2 separate regions of the Mus musculus genome follow, and region 2 is linked to region 1. The links are chromatin contacts, called in public promoter capture Hi-C maps. All regions are on one chromosome and are shown on one strand. The core of a region is the stretch at or near the end of the contact, and the rest is flanking DNA. Distances in the headings are between cores, read along the strand shown.

Region 1 (3,450 bases), core at 356-2,855:
GCCTTCTCAGCTTGCCTTTCTCCACCGCCATCCGCGTTGGCTCCCCCCTTCCTACACACACATACACACGCGCGCGCACACACACAACCACACCAGAAATCTCAAAGACGACCCAATCTCGACAATAAATACGTGAGCCACCCAAACACCACTGTGGCCCCAAATACAAATGCAACCTGGAGGGGCGTTGGGGGGGGGGTGCATCTAACTAGTCACGTTCAGCCAATCTCCAAACCACGCCATTTTAGACGATTTATCACTCTTCCTCCGGTCTACTCAAGAATTGGCCAGGATCCTTAGGAACCACTCCTTTGGGGTGGGGGTGGAGGGTACCCTTCCTATGAAAAATTGACAATTTAGGCTATCATTACCCATTCAACTTTCAGACTAGAATCTGGCTAGGCTCCCCTCCCTCGAATGCATCTCGGGCGCGACCAGAGGGAAGACGAGGCGTCCAGATTAGAGAAAGACACCCAAGAAATGCCAAGAACCACAGGTAGAATTTACCTGCCCATTTGCTTTGGAAGGCGACGAGGCCACAGCCGCCTCCCCGGGCCTCTCGGCGGTGGCTTCTCCCTTCGCTGCGGTCTTGGAGAACTGGGCACCCATGCTGGCTTCTTCAACAAAGAAACTCAACAGATCCAAGAGAGGAAACAAAGAGCCTTCGGTTGGTGTAACGACGGGGCGAGCAGCAGCAGCAGCAACAGCGGCGGCGGCACACACACCGGAGGGAGGGGGTGGGGGTGGCGAGGAGGACAGAAGAGACCCGATTAAATACTCCGGATAAAAAATTTTTAGTCGAAGAGATCAAAAAAGCAGCAGCGCAGGAAGGAGGGAAAAAGGTGGAAAAGTCGAGCACAAAAAAGGAGCCCAAGTGTAGTTTTTTTAAAAAAAGAAGTAATAAAAAAAAATCCCAGATTTGTAGCCGCACTGTAGACAAGAGGAAAATGGAGAAATCTCCCTGGTTGCTAATAAGATGCGGGGTCCAACGCCCAAGTGCACAGATGAATGGGCTCGCGGGCGCTGACGCGGCCCCCGCGCGCGCTGGCCAATCCGCGCGCCGCACACAAAGCAGGGGGCGGGGCCTGCGCTCCGGGCGAACAATGGAGCCGCGCTTTGCAAACGGTTTGAAAATCAGCCTCAGACCAAGAATTAATGTCTTCCAAATAAATAAATCAATTAAAAAATACGTGCTTCTCGTCTCCCTCGGCCTGAAAATAATAATGCATGTCTTGATTGGCTTGCTTTGTTTGGAATTAATTAACGCGGGAGGGGGTACTTATGGATGGGGGCGGAGAAAGCTTTAACTTGACTCGCATTGACTCTTGCCGGTCTATATCCGCGTCTGTCTCTAGCCATTCTCTCCCCTCCCCCATCTTTCCCGTGTGTTTACGTGTATAAGTGTGTATACGAGTGTTAAAGACAATGGGTAGGATTTGTGTGCTAGCAGCATTTTTTCCCTCCGCACTCCATAAGGGTTTCACAGATAGTGCGCAAGGATTTTTTTTTTTGGGGGGGGGTGTTTCTTTTTTTAAAAAAACTGCTGCAATTGTTAAATCGTCCCACACTGAAAGGTATTTAAACCACGAAGATCGAATTTCATCTAGCAAGATCTCCAGTTGGAATTAGGTCTGTAGGCCAGATGTGGGAAACGCAAAAACAGCAAACAGCCTAAGCCATGCTCGTTCCTTTCTCTCCTAGAGGCGTGAAATAAAATATTTTGAAATTGGTCCTTGGAGCACCTCAAATCGCGTCTCTCCAACTATTCCAATTACCGATCACTTTTCCACAAAACATTGTGAGGACCATTTTCAGAAGATCGAAACTTGCTAGCATGTTATCACTGTAAGAAACGACATCATTAATTTTCCTCTGTGGTAAAACTAGACCGAGCCTTGAGTGTACGAATCCATATTTACAGTTGGGAGGCAGCTACTCTCGTCGACACGGGTTGTTTTCCTAGCCTGCTGCCAACATCGGAGGGACTCTCATTTTGAACTTGTCTGTGCACAGCATCAAGTGTGCTCCTGGAAGAGAGGCAACAGCGAGGAAATCCTAAAAGACCGAGTCCTAGTCTCAGAAGAAATCGCCTGCAAGGTTGAGAGACAGAAAGAAAATCCCTGGAGACTCCACGTCTAACCCAGGCTAAAGGCAAAGCTCTACAGCGGTGTGTAGGATATCTCTCTCGTTCGCTACAGCCCTTGCCACCGAAGTACCAGACGCTTTTAGTGTGTGAAAGACCAGGCGTTGATTTAATGTATCTGGAAGGGAGAGGGGATAGAGGATGCAACTTAATAAATATTCCTCTAGTCTCGCTCATGAAAACATCCAAAACATCTTTCGGCGTTTGCATTTAATGACTGCAACGTGAACGATGGAGGCGAGAAGCAGTCGAGGGAATGGCTCGTTTCTCTTAGTGTTGGCTCGGAATTGTCAAACAGTTACTTTCTGTTCATTGTAGGGAAATAGGTCACACTTTGAGTGAAAAGGACAGTTGGTTCAAGCCAATAACCCTTTGTTCAAGTGCTGTTTGACAGTCCCTGAGCAGAACATCGTTGCGTGAAGTTTCATCTCCTGTCCAGTACCTTTAGATACATTATTAAATCCCAAAGTCATATTCCACGGAGCGCCTGGAAGGAATATTTCGTCGAAACGCGTCTTGCCAACCAACGTGTTAGCACCCGTAAGGAAGCCTGCTGGACTGGCCCGAGAACCCGGCCGCCAGGATGGACACGAATCCCTCATTAGCAGTTCCAACTTGAAAAGTCAACTGGGCTGGTCCAACACCACCATCCAGGAGATTCCCAAAGGCTCAAAAGGCAATCTGTGCACCCACCCCACGGGAACCTTGCCCCTTCCTCTGCGTCTCCCTCCGGTTTTAAATTGGGATGATTGCTAGTTCGCTTTCGGATTTTTTCTCCCAGACATTCGGGGGCTGCTTTTGTGGCTCCTTTGTTAACAGGCTGTCGTGCAGCTTTCCCCCCTTTTCTTTCTCCAATGCCTATTTGCCTGGTATCGGCTCGTCTCCGGGGCAACCGCGGGGAAGATTCGGAGCCCCAGGCGCCGGGAGGGGGAAGGGGCGGAGCCCGGCGGAGTGGGGGCGGGGAGGGGCGCGAGAGGAGGGGCGGAGGGAGTGGGTCAGGAGGAGACCCCAGGACCCACGAGGAGCAGATGGCCGCTCCGGGGCGGAGCCCGTGAGCGTCAGGGGAGCGGGAGAGCCAATCCGTCCCTGCAGCAGCGCGGGAGAGAGCCAACGAGAGTAAACACGCGGGCTGTCCCCCCCCCCCCCCCCCCGCGGTCCCTACTTTGCAGCTGAAGACGTGATTTCCTTTGGATAAGAAAGCTCATTGCCAGTGTGGTTGGAAAGCTGGCGGTCCCCGGGAGAATGGGTTGGGAGGCGGGTTTGGGCGGAGCTCTGAAATCTCCCTCTCCCTTTCCTCCCCTCCCACC
Region 2 (3,550 bases), core at 748-3,247, 1.7 Mb after region 1:
CTACATTCTAGTACATAAATCTCCCTGTATCCCCAGAGGCCTGCCAGCATCAGGAACTGCCACTCTCCCAAATCCCCTGCCTGCCAAGTTCTCATAAAGCACACCCAACAATGGTAAACTGTACCCACTCCATTTTCCAGGCCACGACTCTGCCTGCATCCCCAGTAGCATGCATCCCCTGCATCCCACAATTTGCTGATGCTAGTTGTGTCTAAGGGACCTGTCGGGCAAGAGGCCTGGGGGAGAATCCCACCTGGTTTTCCCAGATGTTAGTGGGCATGGTGCTGGCTGGCCTCTGGGAATGCAGGCAGAGCTGAGAGCTAGACCACTGGCTTGCATCTTATGGCTCACTTAGCCTGCTTTTATAGAAAACAAGACCAATCAGCCTATGTGTAGCCGGACCAACAATGAGCTGAACATTATTGCATCAATCACTATTTTTTTTTGGGGGGGGGGGGTTGTTGTTGTTTTGTTTTGTTTTTTTTGTTTTTGTTTTTCGAGACAGGGTGTCTCTGTATAGCCCTGGCTGTCCTGGAACTCACTTTGTAAACCAGGTTGGCTTTGAACTTAGAAATCTGCCTGCCTCTGCCTCCCGAGTGCTGGGATTAAAGGCATGCGCCACCACGCTAATTTTTAAAATGCCCTACAGGCTTGTCTACAGCCTAATCTTATGGAGGCATCTCAATTCAGGCTCCCTCCTCTTAGGTAACTCCAGTTTGTATTAAGTTTACATAAAAACCAGTAAGCACGGATACTCTATATCCATAAAACATTGACAATATTTTACTGTAAAAAAAATATACAGTACACAGCTATTTGCCTACAACATAATTATCCCCAGAGTGATCTCAGGAGTCTATAGAGTTCATCAGAAGTCTTCCAAGTCTTAGTGCAATGCTTTACCTTGGTCCTCCAATCTTGCTCTGAAAGGAAGATTAAAAACTAATAATTGATGAATTACTCAAAGGCAGATGTTAACATGGGGGCACCACTTTTCCCTTCCACTGGCCTTTTCCTTACCTTAAAACAAAGGAATGAGCTCCAAAAAAGCAGAGATAATGATGCTCATAGGTAAAGTCGTTGCTTTTCCCATCACAAACTTGGTTTCTTCCATAGTCAAGGCTAGGAAAATCCCTACGTGGTAAAGGCCAGGGCTTCTATGGTGTCTTTCTGAAATAAAATTAACTCTGATTTCTCTCGTCTTCTCACCAAGCAACTGGAACTTATGTTCACGGAGTAAATAGATGTTCCTCCTGCTGACTGGTTCCTTGCAAATACCTGGAGCCCATTCGTTCCTTTTCTCCACATCAACTTCCCAGTGGCAGACTGAAAAAAAGTGGGAGTTGTCCACGACATGGGCTGAAGAAATGAATCTTCTGGGATCTTCCACCAAATTATGACCAGGCTTCCCACCCTTTAAATCATTAGAGGGTTCCCGGGAGGAGTCACCAGTCTTAGCTGCCAGAGCCGTATTCTCTGATACCAATCTCAGAAGTCCAGTGATCTGCCCTTTATGTTGCTTCAGTAAGGGGCCATGCTGCTTTAAAAGGATGGCCAGTTCTTTCATTACCCCATCATACTTGACAGGTCTCTTTTGTTCTTTTCGACACACGGGACAGGTCATTATCAAGTCTTCTTTCTTTGTCATCCATTTTTTACCGCAATCAAAGCAAAGTATGTGGGCGCAGGAGAGATAAATAGGATGAGAGTAAATGTCCAGGCAAATTGCACAGGTTGCCTCCATTTCCAAAATGTTTTCCATTAAGTTATCTTGTGAAACTTTTACATAGTGATGTTTAGAGTCCAAGTTCTCTTTCCTCATCTGAAAACCAAAGATAAAGACACAAACAAACGTTGTAGCCAGAGAGAAATAGGATTGTGAAGACAGACACACAGAAGTATCAGTTTACCTAGAGTTGGTGGTCTCCAGCAAAGGACTTAGGATCTGACCACTTGTGCTTCTGTATTTACTTGCTCAAGCTCTTGGTTGAAGTAATCAGGCGCTAGGGCTGGATGGAGCCTTATATAGTGGCTGTGACAGACTCCACCCACAATGAGCCATAAGCTCCACCCACAATGTGAGTCAAAAACTCCCTCTAAGAGTAAATCATGACTTTAAGTCCTACACTCGGAAGGCAGAGACAGATAGTTCTCTGTGAGTTTGAGGCCAGCCTGGTCTACAGAGTGAGTCAGCTAGAGCTACACAGAAAAACCCACTAAGTAATTAGATCATGCTGATTAAGATATTCATCATTTTACATATTTATCGGTTTAGAGGATAAGAACAAGTCTACTTTCTTGGTCATTTTCAATTGTAGGATACATTATTATTATTAATTATAGTCACCATGAATTCAACAGATTTGTAGAATTACTCCTCCTGTTTACCTAATATCCCTTCTTTTTCCTTAATATTCTTAATATTACTTCTCTGTCTGGTAAGAAAGGAAGAAAGGAAGAAAGGAAGAAAGGAAGAAAGGAAGAAAGGAAGAAAGGAAGAAAGGAAGGAAGAAAGAAAGAAAGAAAGGAAGGAAGGAAGGAAGGAAGAAAGGAAGGAAGGAAGGAAGGAAGGAAGAAAGGAAGGCAGGCTGGTGAGGTGGCTCAGCAGTTAAGAGCCCTGGCTGCTCTTCTGAGAGGTTCTGAGTTCAATTCCCAGCAACAACATGGTGGCTCATAACCATCTGTAAGGAGAACTGCTGCCCTCTTCTGGCATGTGGATGTATATGCAGCAGAGTACTCATACAATAAATAAATTTTTTTAAAAAGAAAAAAAAATGAAGAGAGGGAAAGGGATGAAAGGGAGGGAGGGAAGGAGGGGAAGGTATAAGTAATGTTGAGAACTTCCTGCTTCCACAGATATTTGGTTATAAAGAATGGGTGTGAAGGACTTGCAGGTCCCCTAGAAAGTCACTGTTCTGCAACACACTGGAATGGTGTGGCAAGCAACGGGTCTTGTCAGCAAAGCCCCCAGTGATGCACCCAACTAGTTGCAGATGCAGATGATACAGCAAATGCAGAACACTTTTGTTAGGCAGCATTCTCTAAAGTTCCCACAGAACTTACAGAATTTCTCTATATATTTAAATATATATATATTAGAATGACTTACAGTCTGCAGTCCAACTAATCCAACAATAGGCAACTGTGAATGGGAATTAAAGAATCCCATGAGGGTAGGTGTTTCAGCTGGTCTTCTGTATAAGCTAGAATCCAGAAGAAGTAGGTTTCAACAGACGTGCTGGCAAGTAAGTGCAAGCAGGCAAAGGAGAGTGAGTCTTTCTTCTTCCAGTGTCCTTATGTAGGCCTCCAGCAGAAGGTACGGCCCAGATTATAGGTGTGCACCACCACACCTGGACCTAAACTGTTCTTTACTTGGAACTTGCTCTGTCCCAAGCTGGGCTTGAACTCAGAGATCTTCTTGCCTTTGTCTCCTGGGATTAAAAGTGTGTACCAGCATGCCTGGGCCTAAACTTTTCACTGCCACTATGTCTCAAGATCTGGATGAAAAGCACGTGTCATTCCACGTCAAGTTTCAGATCAAACACCCGCG

The links. Promoter capture Hi-C pulls out the DNA fragments that hold promoters and counts their contacts.
Region 2: a contact with region 1 is called in a promoter capture Hi-C map of second pharyngeal arch cranial neural crest, with 27 times the contacts expected there. The contact joins the promoter of Rfpl4b here to the promoter of 5930403N24Rik in region 1. A contact is called at or near these places in 12 of 39 promoter capture datasets (3T3-L1-derived adipocytes, the SN4741 cell line, cranial neural crest and 7 more), 1 of 15 datasets of contacts at CTCF or cohesin (large pre-B cells), 1 of 484 Hi-C or Micro-C datasets (embryonic fibroblasts), 16 of 115 datasets of contacts at active chromatin or transcription factors (the NIH/3T3 cell line, SST interneurons, T-cell acute lymphoblastic leukemia and 12 more) and 1 of 9 other capture datasets (adipose tissue).

What each region holds. Positions count from the first base shown.
Region 1 is chr10:37,137,927-37,141,376 of GRCm38.p6, forward strand. 5930403N24Rik (RIKEN cDNA 5930403N24 gene) reads left to right here and starts at 1,606. Exons shown (of 3, transcript NR_166104.1): 1 at 1,606-2,819. Marcks (myristoylated alanine rich protein kinase C substrate) reads right to left here and starts at 1,000. Exons shown (of 2, transcript NM_008538.2): 1 at 508-1,000. The coding sequence starts at 609.
Region 2 is chr10:38,819,782-38,823,331 of GRCm38.p6, forward strand. Rfpl4b (ret finger protein-like 4B) reads right to left here and starts at 1,998. Exons shown (of 3, transcript NM_001177783.1): 1 at 1,911-1,998; 2 at 1,021-1,822; 3 at 760-923. The coding sequence starts at 1,822. The coding sequence ends at 1,022.